2 separate regions of the Sus scrofa genome follow, and region 2 is linked to region 1. Evidence: chromatin contacts called from public Hi-C data. All regions are on one chromosome and are shown on one strand. Each heading gives the region's core, a stretch centred on a gene start, on an enhancer-like site or on the middle of the called end of the contact. The rest is flanking DNA. Distances are from core to core; before and after follow the strand shown. Region 1 has its middle 41 kb from the start of GLDC. Region 2 holds the start of UHRF2 (E3 ubiquitin-protein ligase UHRF2).

Region 1 (7,552 bases), core at 3,535-6,034:
TAAAAGAATAAACACAGGAGTTCCCTCTGTGGCTCGGTGGGTTAAGAACCCGACTAGCATCTATGAGGATGCAGGTTCGATCACTGGCCTGACTGAGTGGGTTAAGGATCTGGTATTGCCGCAAGCTGCAGTGTAGGTTGCAGATCCAGATGGGATCATTAGTTGCTGTGGCTGTGGTATAGGCCAGTGGCTGCAGCTCTGACTTGACCTCTAGCCTGGGAACTTCCTTATGCCACAGGTGTGCTCCCTGCCACCACAAAAAAAAAAAGAATAAACACAAAGTGATTGCATCTTTGTGGTGATGGAGAGGGTGAAGCAAGAACAATCTTCCTGAATCAGTTCTAAAGAACTCATTATGTTGTTATGTTATGAAGTTTTTGTTTGTTCTTTTTTTTTTTTTTTTTTTTTGTCTTTTGTCTTTTTTGTTGTTGTTGCTATTTCTTGGGCCGCTCCCTCGGCATATGGAGGTTCCCAGGCTAGGGGTTGAATCGGAGCTGTAGCCACTGGCCTACGCCAGAGCCACAGCAACGCGGGATCCGAGCCGCGTCTGCAACCTACACCACAGCTCACGGCAACGCCGGATCGTTAACCCACTGAGCAAGGGCAGGGACCGAACCCGCAACCTCATGGTTCCTAGTAGGATTCGTTAACCACTGCGCCACGACGGGAACTCCTGTTCTTTCTTTTAAAATCTTTCTACCCTCTGCCTATTTTTCTTTCATTCATGCCTTCAAGTATTTATCATGTTCTTACAGCGTACAACTTGATACTTATATCAGTCTGCTGCTGAGAGTGGGAGATTAGAAGATATTTGGGTAAGTTTGACTCTCTACTTTTCAGATCATTGAAGTTTCATAGAGAAGGGGGCTGGGGGGATGTGCTTGGACTGTGGGATGGAAATCAGGTTGTTTTGATCATTATACAACTACAGATGTGATAAATTCATTTGAGTAATTTAAATAAATAAATAAATAAATAAATAAATAAAAGTTTCATAGAGGAAAGTGGACAGCGACATAAATAAGTTACAATTTCTGGAAAGCACACTTCCGTTGTTATTGTTGTTTTCTCCTGACTGCACCCACAGCATATGGAAACACCTATGCCAGGGATCAAACCCATGACACAGCACTAACCCAAGCCTCTGCAGTGACAATGCCAGGTCCTTAACCTATTGTACTACAAGAGAATTCCCGGCAGGCACATATTGGTATCACAGCACAAATGAAGTAATATCAAATGGCATTCTCTCTGTAATTAACAGATTTGTCGTTCTCTTTTGGAGATCTCTTATGCATATTCAAAAGTCTGAGGGTGGGAGAATAAAGCTTTTATAAAAAAGAGACCCAGAAGGCTTGCCTGCTGCTTCAACAATGTGAGGACACAGCAAGAAGGCATATAGCTACAAATCAGGCAACCCTGCTGGCACCTTAACCTTGGACTTCTCAACCTCCAGAACTATGAGAAATTAAGGTCTAATTTATAAGCTAGTCATCTGTGACATTTTGTAATGGCAGCTCAAATGGACTAAGACAATTAATAACTTTTTATTTCTGTAAATTGTACTGATTTTTTTTCCTTTTTGGCTGCCCCATGGCATATGGAGTTCCCCAGGCCAAGGATCCGATCCAAACCCCAGCTGCAGCAATGTGGGATTTTTTTTTTTTTTTTTGTCTTTTTTCCATTTCTTGGGCCACTCCCATGGCATATGGAGGTTCCCAGGCTAGGGGTCTAATCGGCACTGTAGCTGCCAGGCTACGCCAGAGCCACAACAACGCAGGATCCGAGCTGCGTCTGCAACCTACACCACAGCTCACGGCAACACCAGATCGTTAACCCACTGATAAAGGGCAGGTATCGAACACGCAACCTCATGGTTCCTAGTAGGATTCGTTAACCACTGAGCCACGATGGGAACTCCAATGTGGGATCTTTAACTCACTATGCTGGAGGTGGTGATTGAACCTGCAGATGCCACTGATCCCATTGCACCACAGCAGGAATTCCTGTACTAATTTCTTATCTTTATCCTCAGAAACTTATAACATTTTCCAGATTTCTTCATTACTTCTTTCTCAAAGTCCATTCTAAATTAAATTTCCTCTGCCTTTTGCCTACTTTCTTAGATCCCTGATTTATTTTCAAGCATGGCCTTCTTAATGATGGATTTTGTTTTTACCATGAGTTGTATTCTTAAGGTTTTTCAGTTGATCAAGTATCAAGCTATATAGTTAAATTAAACACTTGCTTGTTGCTGAAGAAATTTAGCTCTATTTTTGGATTTTCCATAATAAGGCTTCCGAAAGTACTCAATTTTATCATTTTATTGTTTTAAATATATCTTTATAAATTTAATTTTTTAAAAAGAAAGAGGCAAAATGTGTTATTAAAAACAAATAACGGAGTTTCTGTTGTGGCTCAGCAGTTATGAACCTGACTAGTAGCCATGAGAATGCAGGTTCCAGCCCTGGCCTTGCTCGGTGGGTTAAGTATCCAGCGTTGCTGTGGCTTAAGTCACAGTCAAGGCTCAGATCCTGCATGGCTGTGGTTGTGGCATAGGCCAGCAGTTGCAGCTCCAATTCGACCCCTAGCCTGGGAACTTCCATGTGCCACATGTGCAGCCCTAAAAAAAATAAAAGTAAAAATAAAAAACAAATGAGGGAGTTCCTCTGGCTCTGTGGGTTTGAGGATCTGGTTTTGTCACTGCTGTGGCTCTAGTTGTAACTGTGGCGCGAGTTCAATCCCTGGCTGAGGAACTTCCGCATACCATGAGTGTGGCAAAAAAATAAAAACAAAAACCCACAATGAATAAAACAAATCAAAAGAAAAACAAGCAAGGATTTGCAATGGGTTCCAAGAAAACAAAATATAAATAGCTCTGGAGAGTTCCCATTGTGGCTCAGAGGTAATGAATCCAACTAGTATCCATGAGAATCTGGGTCCAATCCCTGGCCTTGTTCAGTGGGTTAAGGACCCAGTGTTGCTGTGAGCTGTGGTATAGGTTACAGACGAGACTTGGATCTGGCATTGCTGCAGTTGTGGTGTAGGCTGGCAGCTGTAGCTCTGATTTGACCACTAGCCTGGGAACTTCCATATGCTTCAGGGTTCATCCCTAGAAAAAAAAAGGCTAAATTACAGTTAGCAGTTTGACACTTGTCTATTGACACTTCAAATGCATATAATTTGTGGAGTTCCTGTCGTGGTGCAGTGGTTAACGCATCCGACTAGAAACCACGAGGTTGTGGGTTCGATCCCTGGCCTTGCTCAGTGGGTTAAGGATCCGGCATTGGTGTGAGCTGTGGTGTAGGTTGCAGACGCGGTTCGGATCCCATGTTGCTGTGGCTGTGGTGTAGGCCAGTGGCTACAGCTCCAATTCGACCCCTAGCATGGAAACCTCCATATGCCGCAGGAGCAGCCCTAGAAAAGCCAAAAAAAGACAAAATAAATAAGTAAATAAATAAATAAATATAAAAATGTCAATTCTCTTCTATTTGATCTATGGATTAAATGCAGTGCCAAGAAAAATCCAAGCAATTATTTGTGTAAAAAAAAAATCAAATGCATATAATTTTTTACATAGACTAACTTGTATAAATTTAGATCATTATAAACTAACTTCTAGAAATTTAGGTCATCATAAATTTGCACAATTACAAAAACAACTTTTCATTACAGCATCGTTCATAATAGGCAAAATATTGGAAAGATCCTGAATGCCAGTCAATAGGGACTGGTTAAAAAATTTATAGTATACCTGTATCATGGTATACTATAAAACCACACCAAAAACAAAAACAAAAAAACAAAAAAACTAAAAACCCACTACATAGAGTTCCCATTGTGGCTCAGCAGGTTAAGGACTTGACATTGTCTTTGTGAGGATAAGGGTTCAATCCCTGACCTCACTCAGTGGGTTAAGGCTCTGGCATTGCTGAAAGCTACAGTGTAGGCCACAGATGTGGCTCAGAAAAAAAAAAAAAGAATTATTTCCTGGGTCACCCAGGGCATCTGGGACCCCGACACACAGCCAAGAAGTCCCAAGGAAGACAGAAGTTGACATGGCCCCATTATGAATCGCAAAGACGTGCGCTCCCCTCTCTAGCACAGGCTCTCGCCAAAGCACAAAGCCGAATCCCTAGCAGCGCCGCGGGGCTGTGGAACCCTTCCTCCCACCCTCGGTATGATGATCACGCCACTCTCAACAGACGCAGGCAAAAACTTTTGTCCTAACTCCTCTGACGGCCAGTTTCTCCATCACCTTCTCCTCCAGAGCCCAAGAGGGACAGACGGCCAGGTGTGCGTCTCTGTACCTGTGAGAAAGAAACGGTGGAAGTGGAGTTTGAGTGATAACGCAGGAAGCAATCGTGTGCTGTGCATGCGGCAAAAAAACGGGACCAGGGCGGGAGCGGAGACAAAGACACACACCCCCGTGAGCTAGTACTCTCCAGCGCAAAAACGACACGCGACGCATCACGTGACAGCTGAGCCAGCCATCGGTCACGTGATCCTTCGGAAGCCCGGGATGTGGGGAGGAAGTAGTAGCACTTAGACCGTCTTGTGAGCCTCGAATTAGTCTCAGGCCCCAGATCTGGTTGCATTAAGTTTAGCAGTACCTAAACTGACACCATCCTCTGGCAACTCCTTGCTCGCAGGAAATAGAACCCCGCCTCTTTATAAATGGAAAAGATGTTTGAGCTGGCAGGAGAACGTGTACACAGGGCACCGCGGGGAGACACGCCCTACACCGACGCTCTAAAATCCGAGCGTAGCCACGCGTGTCCCAGAATGCAATAGGCTCCGTCGAGGTCCTGCAGGAAGTTGCCGCATGGCGACGTCAGAACACGGCTTCCGGAGGAGGGGGCGTCGGCCCTGAGGCGCTCTGTGTGGTCACGTGGTTTACTCCCCCGCCAGGCCCGGCCCGGCCCAATCTTAATGTGGGTTCTCCAGAGACCCGAGACCGCTTGCAGTCTGCTTCCGGCCATGGAGAGTCCTGGGGAGGTACCTATTTGTCCTTGTGCAGGGAAAATTGTTTAAAAACAAAATGAAGAAGTAGCTCAAAGTCTTCCTACAGAGAAGAGTCCAGGCCACCCAGGGTTCCTAAGCAAGATAAACCAAACGTTATGAGGAAAATATAATTCCCAATTTTTTCCACATTCTCCCTCTTTAAAAATGTTTTTAATTGAAGTATAGTTAATTCACAATGTAGTGTGAGTTTCAGTGTACAACAGGATTCAGTTATACCTGTAAATGTCTGTTTTTCACATTCCTTCCTATGATAGGTTATTAAAAGATATTGAATACAGTTCCCAGTAGGTCCTTGTTGTTTGTTTTATATATAGTAGTGCCAAATTTATCTCCCCCAATCTTCTTTGGTAAGCAAAACTTTGTTATAACCATAATTCCCATATTAATCAAATACTTGCAGAAAAATGGGGAAGGGAAGGCAAAAACAGGAAACACTTAAACTTTTTATGAGATGTAGTATAACCCTGATAGGAAAACCCAAGGACATCAAATTGAAGGAAAATAGTATGCCAGTTTTGCTCATGAATGTAGGTGCAAAAACTGGTAAGCAAAATATTAGCCAAATTTAGTTACATAGAATAACACCTTATAAGCAAATTCGGTGGTTTTAACATCACCAAAATTTAATTGATTAATTCTCCGTTAATTATTTTGCCAATTGTAGAATAAATGACTAAAACAATTATGATAAATGCTTATGGGAAACCAGTGATAGAAGGGAAATTAATCTGATAGAGTATCTGCAACAAGCCATTTACCAGACAGCCTTCTTAATGACGAAACGTTTAAAGCTATTTTTTCTTTACAATGTTCTGTAGACAAACCTGGGATCTTTGATCTGGCAGTGTTTTGCCCCAGCTTGGATTTTGCTGATTCCATATACATGGAGCATTTCAGCATGTTTCTCTGTCCTCTCTGTTTCCTTTTAATTGGAGCTTATTTTATTTCTTAAAACATAGTAGTCATAGTTGTTTTGTAATCAGTGTCATGATAATTCTAATGTCTGAATTATTTTCAAGTTTCTGCTGCCTGATGTTTCTGCTGTCTGTGTCCATGGTGTCTAGTTTCTTTGTGTCTTCATTTTTTTAAACCTGAAAATCAGTGAGGAAAAAGTATTTGTGGTTTCTTCCAAATAGGATTTTTGCTTGTTCCTGCTAGGTGCGTTGATGCCTTCTCAGCAACGAGTTTCCATGCATGGAGTTTCCTTAGGTCATTGCTAACTGAGGCTACAAATCTGAGCAAGAGCTGCCTGGTAGCCAAATCTACCCAAAGATGGGATTTTTTTTTTTTCTTTTCCTTTTTTTCTCTTACAGTCAATGTATTTAATTTATTTTTTTAACTTTTTTTTTTTTTTTTTTTGGTCTTTTTAGGGCTGCACTCACGGCATATGGAGGTTCCCAGGCTAGGGGTGGAAATCAAAGCTGCAGCTGCCAGCCTACGCCATAGCCGCAGCAACGCCAGATCCGAGCTGTGTCTGCAACCTACACCTAAACTCACGGCAATGCCAGATCCTTAACCCACTGAGCGAGGCCAGGGATCAAACCTGCATTCTTATGAATACTAGTCAGATTCGTTTCCACTGAGCTATGACAGGAACTCCCATTTTCTCTTATAGTCAATTTAAAAAACTTCTTTCCTGGAGTTCCCACTGTGGCACAGTGGGTTAAGAGTCTGACTGCAGCAGCTCTGGTCAGGTTGGAGGCATGAGTTTGATCCCCGGCCCAGTGTGCTGTTAAAACTCTATAGGCCGTGAGTGCAGCCCTAAAGGATCCAGCACTGCCACAGCTGCAGCTTAGATCACAAGCTGTGTGTGGCTCAAATTCAATCCCTGGCCTGGAAACTTCCATAGGCCATGAGCATGGCCATAAAAAATAAAGTTTAAGCAACCTTTCTAAAGGTCTAGGTACTGATTCACATTTCCTCTTAGGGTGTAGCCTGTGGAGTCACAGTTTAATATGAGGAGAATCACCTGGACCATTTCCTCTTTGTGCAGCCCTGGACCTTAGCTATTCACTCCATGCCCAGTGAGGCAACAACAACAACAACAGGTTAGATGTTCCCTGACTATAAAATGTCCTTAGAGGAAGAGTAGCTCTTGTATTCCTATACCTCATTTGCTTCTTTGTTTTTTGTTTCCCGTGGCACCCCTGGCCAGGGATCAGATCCCAGCCTCAGTTGTGACCTGTGCTGCAGTCAGGGCAACACAGGATCCTTTAACCCACTGTGTCTGAGTCCCTGTGCTCCCAAGATGCCCCTGATCCTGTTGCACCACAGTGGGAACTCTATTTGCTTCTTTGGGTTTCCCTCTTCTCTTAACTTTTGGTCTAATAGCTCCTTACCTTATTTCAGCAGTTTGGTGATTGGAGATTTTTTTTATAGTTTATCCAGTATCTTTAGTCATTATCTGTGGGCATATTAGCCAGAATAATCTAAATCATCATAACCTGAAATGGAAATTTGAGATTTCATTAATTTCCTTCAGTATCTTGCTTTTATAGCTCAAGATACCTTACTAAATGTTACATTG
Region 2 (7,552 bases), core at 3,261-5,760, 240 kb after region 1:
AAAGAACAAGAATTCATAATCCTGAATACCTGGGAAAACTCAAGGAGCAAGAAACTACACCTTCACCACTTCATTTGGACTTTCTCCAAAGCCCCTCACTCATCCCATTAAGGACACACTAAATCTGGAACAACTGAAAAACCGTAACTTTGATTCTACATACATTCCACCTTCTGACAAAAAGATGTAATGTTTTAAGTAGGGAAAGAAAAACAAAAACCTCTTAACAGCACAGAACGAATTAATTAACTGGTAGAGCATTCCCCAAAATCAAGACAGCCGTTAAGCTGGTGAGATAATTGGAAATTCAAAGTATTTCCATAAGCTTTTTTTCCATTGAAATTTGAGGTGAGAGTTACAGGGAACTTGGGGGCATTCTCATACCCAAGCATTCTGACTAGCTTTGGCCAAGTGATCAGAATAAGTACAAGCTGCTTCAAGTGGTACCTAGTGTGAAAGGGAAAACAGTATCTTAAGTCAGAATAAAACATTAAGCATTATCGGGGCATGAAGTGCTCTAATAGAAATCAGGCCCATAGAACATGTAACCACCTTTCCTCAACTATTCATGCTTGCTATGATAGCTATCTTTATCAGAATTATCTAGTCTTTCCCTAATTCATAGGTACCCTCCTAGTTTTCCTTAAACAGTGATTATTATCCACTGCACAGCAGTTCCACACAGGCTACTGGGAAGAGTTGCAACAACTGTTGGAATGATTTGTTATTTTAAAAGTACTGAAGCCCTCCCAAATTCAATTAAATATAGATAAAAAATTACCTGCATTTAAATTATGTTCCAATTGGGGGAGAAAGGAATTGAGTCATTTGGGAATTACAAACACCTATGAGCTTCAGGTTTTTTAACTAAGGCCCAGCAACGTCTCACAGCAGAAAATGTTTTTGAGAACTGCTATCCTACATAGAGTTGCAGGATTTGTGCTATTAGAATGGCAGGAATGGTCTAGAGTTTTTTTCTTGAATTGAGTTGAAGAAATTCCAAGTAACAGGAAGAAATGCAACATTTCGCAAGGGAAAACTAGGAAGCAAACACCAATTGACAGTGAATGAGAAGGCAGAGGGGGAAGTCATTCCCAAGGGGCTACGGATAGGCATACAGGTGGAAAGCATTAGTAACTTTTATGTATCTTTCACAGCATATACAGAACACACACACACACACACACACACACACATTTAAGTAGGCAAACACTTTGTAGCCCATGTGAAAACTGAGTCCAAGGGCAAAAGGCGACTACTCAAGTTTTTCTTCACCTCTGGTTCATTGCCCACATTTACAATCTATTCTAAGAGTCCTTACAGTGGTACAAAGGAAGCAAAGAGGGGAGAGAATGCTTTCCAATTAGGAAAAGCTCTAGGTTTTCTCAAGATTTAGAGATCCACCAATGTATCTCTTTCTAAAAAACAAAAAGCAATCCCTAGTGTGCACATTCAACATCGCAGAGAATATCCCAGTGAGGTTACCCTACTCTAACTGGAACTTACAGCCCTGAATCGCTGCCTGGCTCTCCATTTTGACTCTCAAAAGTGGAGTCAATCACACAATTACAGTGCTTCTCCAAGTTAATTTGCATACAGACCACCTGGGAACCTAATTAAAATACAGATTCTATTTCAGCAGGGTGGGTGTGAGGCTCCCAGGTGCAGCTAATGCTACTGGTCCTGCTGATCCTGGGACTACATTTTGAATAGTAAGAAACTAGTAGGAAGCTGCCTTCTTCAACATTCATTATCAAACTCAGGTGTTCATGATAATCTCCCACAGGGTCTTGTTAAATTCACTACTTGCAATTCTGTTGTGAGCTGAACATCTGTAATAAATATCTACAAAAGATTCTGATGCATACCAAAGATTAAAAGAAGCAAACCTTACACACAAAGGTGAAGGCAGGGGGACTCCTTACATCAGGGAAAACTGTAAATTTGTTTTTATTTTATGACATTTTGCACTATGAGAAAGGAATCTTGAGGATGGGACATCTTTTTCTAATAAGCACAAAAGCAATTTACAAGAATAAGGGCAGCCCTGTGACACCAATCCAAAGCAGCTTGATATAGATACACTATCCTGTCCACAGGCTGTAGACTCCAAAAGGAAAGGAGAATATAGATAATAATCATTTCATCTCTGCTTGTCAGATCATAAGGAAGTAAATACAGCTGGAGCAATGTCTTCCTTCTATCTCCAACTCAAGTGAGGCACCCACAGTCCATTCCTAATTCTTGTTGGTTTATCCCCATAGTAAAATCAAGTAGTGAGTTATCAACTCCTGGAGTAAAAAGTTCAAAAGGTTGTTAAGCTCAATAGTTCTTCCCTGAGCTTGGAATAGCTTCCTGGTTTGTCAGAAGGGCTACTTGGTTGCCTTGAGTTTAACCCAATCCCTACCTTTTCCTCAAGAGAGCCAGGTGCACATTTTCCTTTTAGTGTTATTTGATAATTAGACTATATGGGCATCGCCCAGGAATTCATTTTCATGCTTTTCTATCTCTGGTGAAGTCACTAAAGTATCCCAGGAATTCAAATACTATTGTCCCTAGCTAGAAAATAAAATTCAATAGACTTTGTTACATGCTTTTCACTTTTGACCAAAAAATTAAAAGGTATCAGCCTTATAAAGCTAAAGAGCGTTTAATACACATACATTTATTTCTAAAGCAAAGTTTGCAAACAAATTGAACACCTATTTTTACAAGTCAAGCACTAGAGGATCAATATAAAACTGGATATTGATATCAACGATACTGACACTTATTTCAAAACAAATTTTAACAACCCCTCGCTCTTTCTCAGTGCAATCTTGTTACTCTGAAGTTTCTGGACAGTTTTCAAAAGGTAAGCCTATGAAGAGGAGAAAAATACTCCTCTCAAACCCGTTGGCTGTAGCAAAACGCTACTTCTACCAAATGAAAGAGAGTTACACTTATTTCAAACTACAAGATTGGAGCCAAAATATGGTCTATCAACTGGAGGATACCAACTTTGTTTTGTCTTTACAAAGAAGAAACAAGAAATACACGATGAGTCTGGGTCTCCAGGTACAGATCACGTGAACAGGAAAAAATCTTCAATGGGCCAGATCAGGGCCATACCATACAACTACCAGGGACGCCCAAACACCCTAGGGCACCGCCAAATAACACTTTCAGCCTTCAAGTATGTACCGCTAGCTATGCTCTAATTGTGTTCAAAGCATGGGTGAGAGACCTATGAGAAGGTGAGAAATAAGGGCAAGACACATCTTTTAAACCGTTTTTCACTCTGAATATTACCCCTCCACACCCCCCGCCAAGACTGGCTAGTTTAAACCCGGTCCCAGGTTACATCTACAGCTTCTTCAGCCCAGGTCTCTAATCTCCCCCAAGACAGATTCAATTCCAGGAAAGGAGGGGGCGGGCAGAAGTTCTGGAAAGCCTTCGAACCTTCAGTGTATACAAATCCCTTCCACAGAGAGGAGGCAACTTAGGGTCTTGTGCCTGAGAACAAGCAATACGTAAGTTTCCCCTCCTATTTGGGACCCAGGAGGGCGGTAGAGCTAAAGAAAGGATACAAGCCGTTAGCCGGGTCAGCGCTGCCGGGAGTCAGAGCCGCCAGCCCTCCCCACCTGCACTTTGGCATGGCCGCCAGAGTCTGCTGCCCTCCCCGCCCTCCAGGAGCCCGGACCCCACCAAGCGCGGGAATAAGAGGGAACCCAGGCGCCCTAGCGAGCGGCTGCTGCCCCATTGAGAAAGGGCGGTGAGGTCTCCGGGCTCCGGGTGCCTCCGACCCCGCGAAGCGCACCTGCACTCAGGGCTGGCGAGGACCCCCGCCCATGGCCGAGCTCTGAACCTCGCGGGCTGCCCACCCGAAGTGGAGCCAGGTACATTTTGCACATGTGGGGCACCAAGCACTCCGGCCCGTCCAGCTTAAGCATCCTGCCAACGCTCCGCTGCCCTTGCTCGAGCTTCCCGTGGGGGGCGGTGGGCGCGACTCACCTGCTTGCCCCGGTAGAAGAGGCGCTGGCACTCGGGCCGCACGTCGAACAGTGCCCACACCCGCTCGCGCAGCTCCTCAATTGTGGCTTTGCGGGACACGTCCTCAATGGTGCGCGTCTGGGACCCGTCGATGGTGCGAACCTGGATCCACATCTCGGCGCCGGGAGAAGGGGCCGGCCCTGCTTTGTCTCCCCCTGCGCTCGGGGCGCCGCGCCCCGCCCGGCCCGCGCCGCTTCCCGGTCCGCTCTGACTCTCCGCGGCTGGCGGGCGAGCGCGCGCACCAGAGAGGAAGACCGACCAGACGCCGGGCCGGACAGGCGGCGGTGAATCCTAAACTAAGCGCCCACCCAGCAGAGCTGAGGAGGGAAGGAAACCGGAACCAGTCGGGAGCGCGGCTGCTACCGCAGCCCCCACCTCACAAATAGGAAGAAGCCTTGTCTGCGCCGCGCGGAGTGTTTACTTATAGAGCTCAAGCTCCCACATGGAGGTCACGGCGCCAACCCGGATCTCGCGAGATCTATGCCGGGCTCCGCCTTAAAGAGGAAGCAACTCAGGAGGTGGCCACAGACCAGAGGAAACTAAAATGGGCGGGGTGGGAAGGGCGGGGCGGGGGGGCGGTGCTTTGGTGAGCCGTTACTTGCCCCTCCGCCGGCACCTGGGCCCTAGACACGCCCTCTAGCCTTCGGGTTGCTGGCGGTTACAAGGCCGCCCACACGGGTTGCCGCTTTAGACCTGATTTCGGGACCAAGGGCGAGAGCGACCTCTCAGGCCTAGCCAATTCGGTTCTGTGGTATCAAAAACACCAAAGATAAGAAACTCTTATGTGCAGTTGTACGACTATGAAAAGTGGGGTGAGTGCATGCGGGCGCGGCCTAAATTTGTGAGAAAGCACCTAAGGAAATGAACCCGCTTCACCGCGCTCAGCCAGACACAGCCAGCCAGGCGGCCTGGCGGGGCCGGCCACCCAGGAAAGGCCCTAGGGACCCTTCTCCTTCAGGAACTCGTTTCCCGCCGGTCGCAGAATGCTGCCTTCGCGCGGAAACTGGCTTCCTAGTGTTTCCCGCCGCTGGGCGGAGGTGGCCACCCAAGTAAGGCCTACAGGCCGCCGGGCCGGGTGGGATCCCCATCTCTGCCCGCTGCGCTCACAACCGGACCTTGGGCCAGGGAGGTGCTGGTGCCGCCTCTCTGAAGGCCTCTCTCCAGAGGCGGACGTTTCCGTTTGTGGACCTTCCATGTTAGCATTTGGCTTAAGGGGCTGGGGTCATGGAAGACGCTTTTAAAGGATGCAAAATTACACACCTATGAAGGAAGTACTCCAGCGATCCTGATAGGAATAATTTCTCAAAAATAGTCCAAAGGAGCATTACCTAAAAAGGAAGAGAGCATATGGAAGTAGAAAAAAGTATGTATGTATAAAATTTGGACTTCATATTTGCCAAAATCCATAACTTGAGTATTCATACTGGTGCAGATTATTAGCACAAAAGTAGAGCAACATTTTTGTAATAACCGCTTAAAATAATTGTAAGTACAGAGACCACTAATATATTGGGAAAAAAAAAAAAGATGGCCCAACATGGGAGAGAGAGAAAAAAGTGGAACAAATATACATTTTGGTCTCCGTCCTTGTTGAAAATTTTACACTCACTTTTACTCTCTAAATACATCCTGTCTGCTCCTGATTTAAGTAAAACAAATATTGGGTATTCTTTACATGTGTAAATATGAGGCTCGCTAATAACCTGCCCCAATAAAGGATAGCTATTTGCTATTATAGGATACAGTATGCCCTTGTAGAGTCATATTAAAAGTTTTATAAAAATTCTCTGATCACAAAGAATTTACAATCCTGTTCAAATAAGAATTTAAAAAATGAAAGTATTAAAGAATAATTTAGTACTAAATAGTCTGCTCTTGGTTAAAACAGCAATTAGAGGTGAGAGAAAGGGACTAGAATGATCTGGGATCTTAAGAATAGGGGTACAACTTGACCTGAATTAAATGGCATATTGTAATGAAGGCAGCATTTAAATGTTCAGTTCATGAATTGTAACCAGTTTTTCTATTTACTTAAAATGTGATCTTGGAGAAATTATTTGTTTCAATTTCCTCAATGTAAAATGGTGCTTAGAATATCTAATGAATGTAAAATGTTTATCATAGTGCCTATCCCTTGGTGTTACACACTAAATTATTTTTGTACTATTATGGAGAGGATTTAGATAAGCAGAGAATGCCCAAAGAGGAGAGAGTGCTTAAGCAAAGATAGAAGGTATGCATTTTTGCAGGTCAAAGAGATTGCATATAAGAGAAAGGTTGACTAAATAGGGAGGGGCAGAGTGTGAAGATTAGCATTGAAAGAAATAGATTTTGTGGGCCCCAGGGAGAAACTAAAGTTTTTAAAGGAGTCCACTGATGTGATTAAATATGCCCTTTGCAAAGACACCTGAAGGAATGTGGAAGGATGCCTTAGGGAAAAACTAAGAGACTAGGAGAGGCGGGGGAGATGCTGTCAGAAAGCTTATTGTGTCAGTTTCGGTGAAATCTGTGACAGTAAGAGAGGAAAGTATAGAGTCAGAGTATTCTAGAAAATCAAGGCTATCAGACTTGTAGAAAGTGTGGATATGAGGGATGAGGAAAATAGAATGCTAAGAATAATTCCAAGGTTTCTAGTTTGGGAGACTTAAATGATGGTTTGGGTAGATAATGATGCTCTGAACTAGAAGAGAAGAGGAAGCAGTGCGTACCCTTTGCATTGTGTTGCACTGAAATTCATCCAGAGTATACCTACATGGAGTTATTTAAGTAATAGTTGGAAATATAAATCCAAAGTTTTGAAGAGAAGTAGAAAAGTTCGGAAAAAAGAACTAGTCAAGACCTGCTGTACTCACTCCCATGAGGCAATTTGTCCTTTTAATGTTGTAAGTCTTAAATGGAGAATCCTTTGTGAGGAGGTCAGGGGTTGGGGGAGACTATTGTCAAAATACTGCTGAGACTGTATAGGATTTGTGCTAATCTAGCCAATATAGATCCCAAATGATTGACCAGAGATGGGAGACCCAGAAAAGATATATTTGTCCTGTGCAGACCAAATTAATTACATCTGGAAACATAAGCTTTTGTGTATAGTGATTTACTTAGGCTATAAACAATTGCAAATAATGATTCTGTATGTAACAAAATATAACCTTCTCTGTTTCTCCCTCCACACAGTATAGATTGTAACTAAGGTTTTTTCTCTTTCCCTACAAGGCTGTTGTTTTCTTCTTAGAAAGCTGCCCAGCTGTACAAACAAGATAGAAGTTCTCAGACAGATCTGACATATGTCTTACTATCAGATGTATAGCTGAAACCATTTGGATGTGAACAAAGAAAGAGGAATTATTTTCTTTTTTTTTTTTTTTTTTGGTCTTTTTGTCTTTGTTGTTGTTGTTGTTGTTGCTATTTCTTGGGCCGCTCCCGCGGCATATGGAGGTTCCCAGGCTAGGGGTCGAATCGGAGCTGTAGCCACCGGCCTACGCCAGAGCCACAGCAACGCGGGATCCGAGCCGCGTCTGCA

Evidence for each region. Hi-C and Micro-C count contacts between places; a contact is called where the count stands out from the background.
Region 2: a contact with region 1 is called in a Hi-C map of skeletal muscle, with 3 times the contacts expected there. The contact joins the promoter of UHRF2 here to the enhancer-like site in region 1. A contact is called at or near these places in 1 of 5 promoter capture datasets (liver), 2 of 47 Hi-C or Micro-C datasets (embryonic fibroblasts and skeletal muscle) and 1 of 2 datasets of contacts at active chromatin or transcription factors (alveolar macrophages).

The regions. Positions count from the first base shown.
Region 1 is chr1:215,563,732-215,571,283 of Sscrofa11.1, forward strand. No RefSeq gene overlaps it. Among named protein-coding and RNA genes, the nearest start is that of GLDC, 41 kb to the right of the region's middle. Within about 2 kb of position 4,785, at least 56 of the 83 cell types and tissues checked have an H3K27ac peak or open chromatin away from gene starts, as enhancers often do. A contact at or near this core is called in liver and skeletal muscle, where this site is marked.
Region 2 is chr1:215,803,118-215,810,669 of Sscrofa11.1, forward strand. UHRF2 (E3 ubiquitin-protein ligase UHRF2) reads right to left here and starts at 4,511. Exons shown (of 16, transcript XM_021063938.1): 1 at 3,994-4,511. The coding sequence starts at 4,146.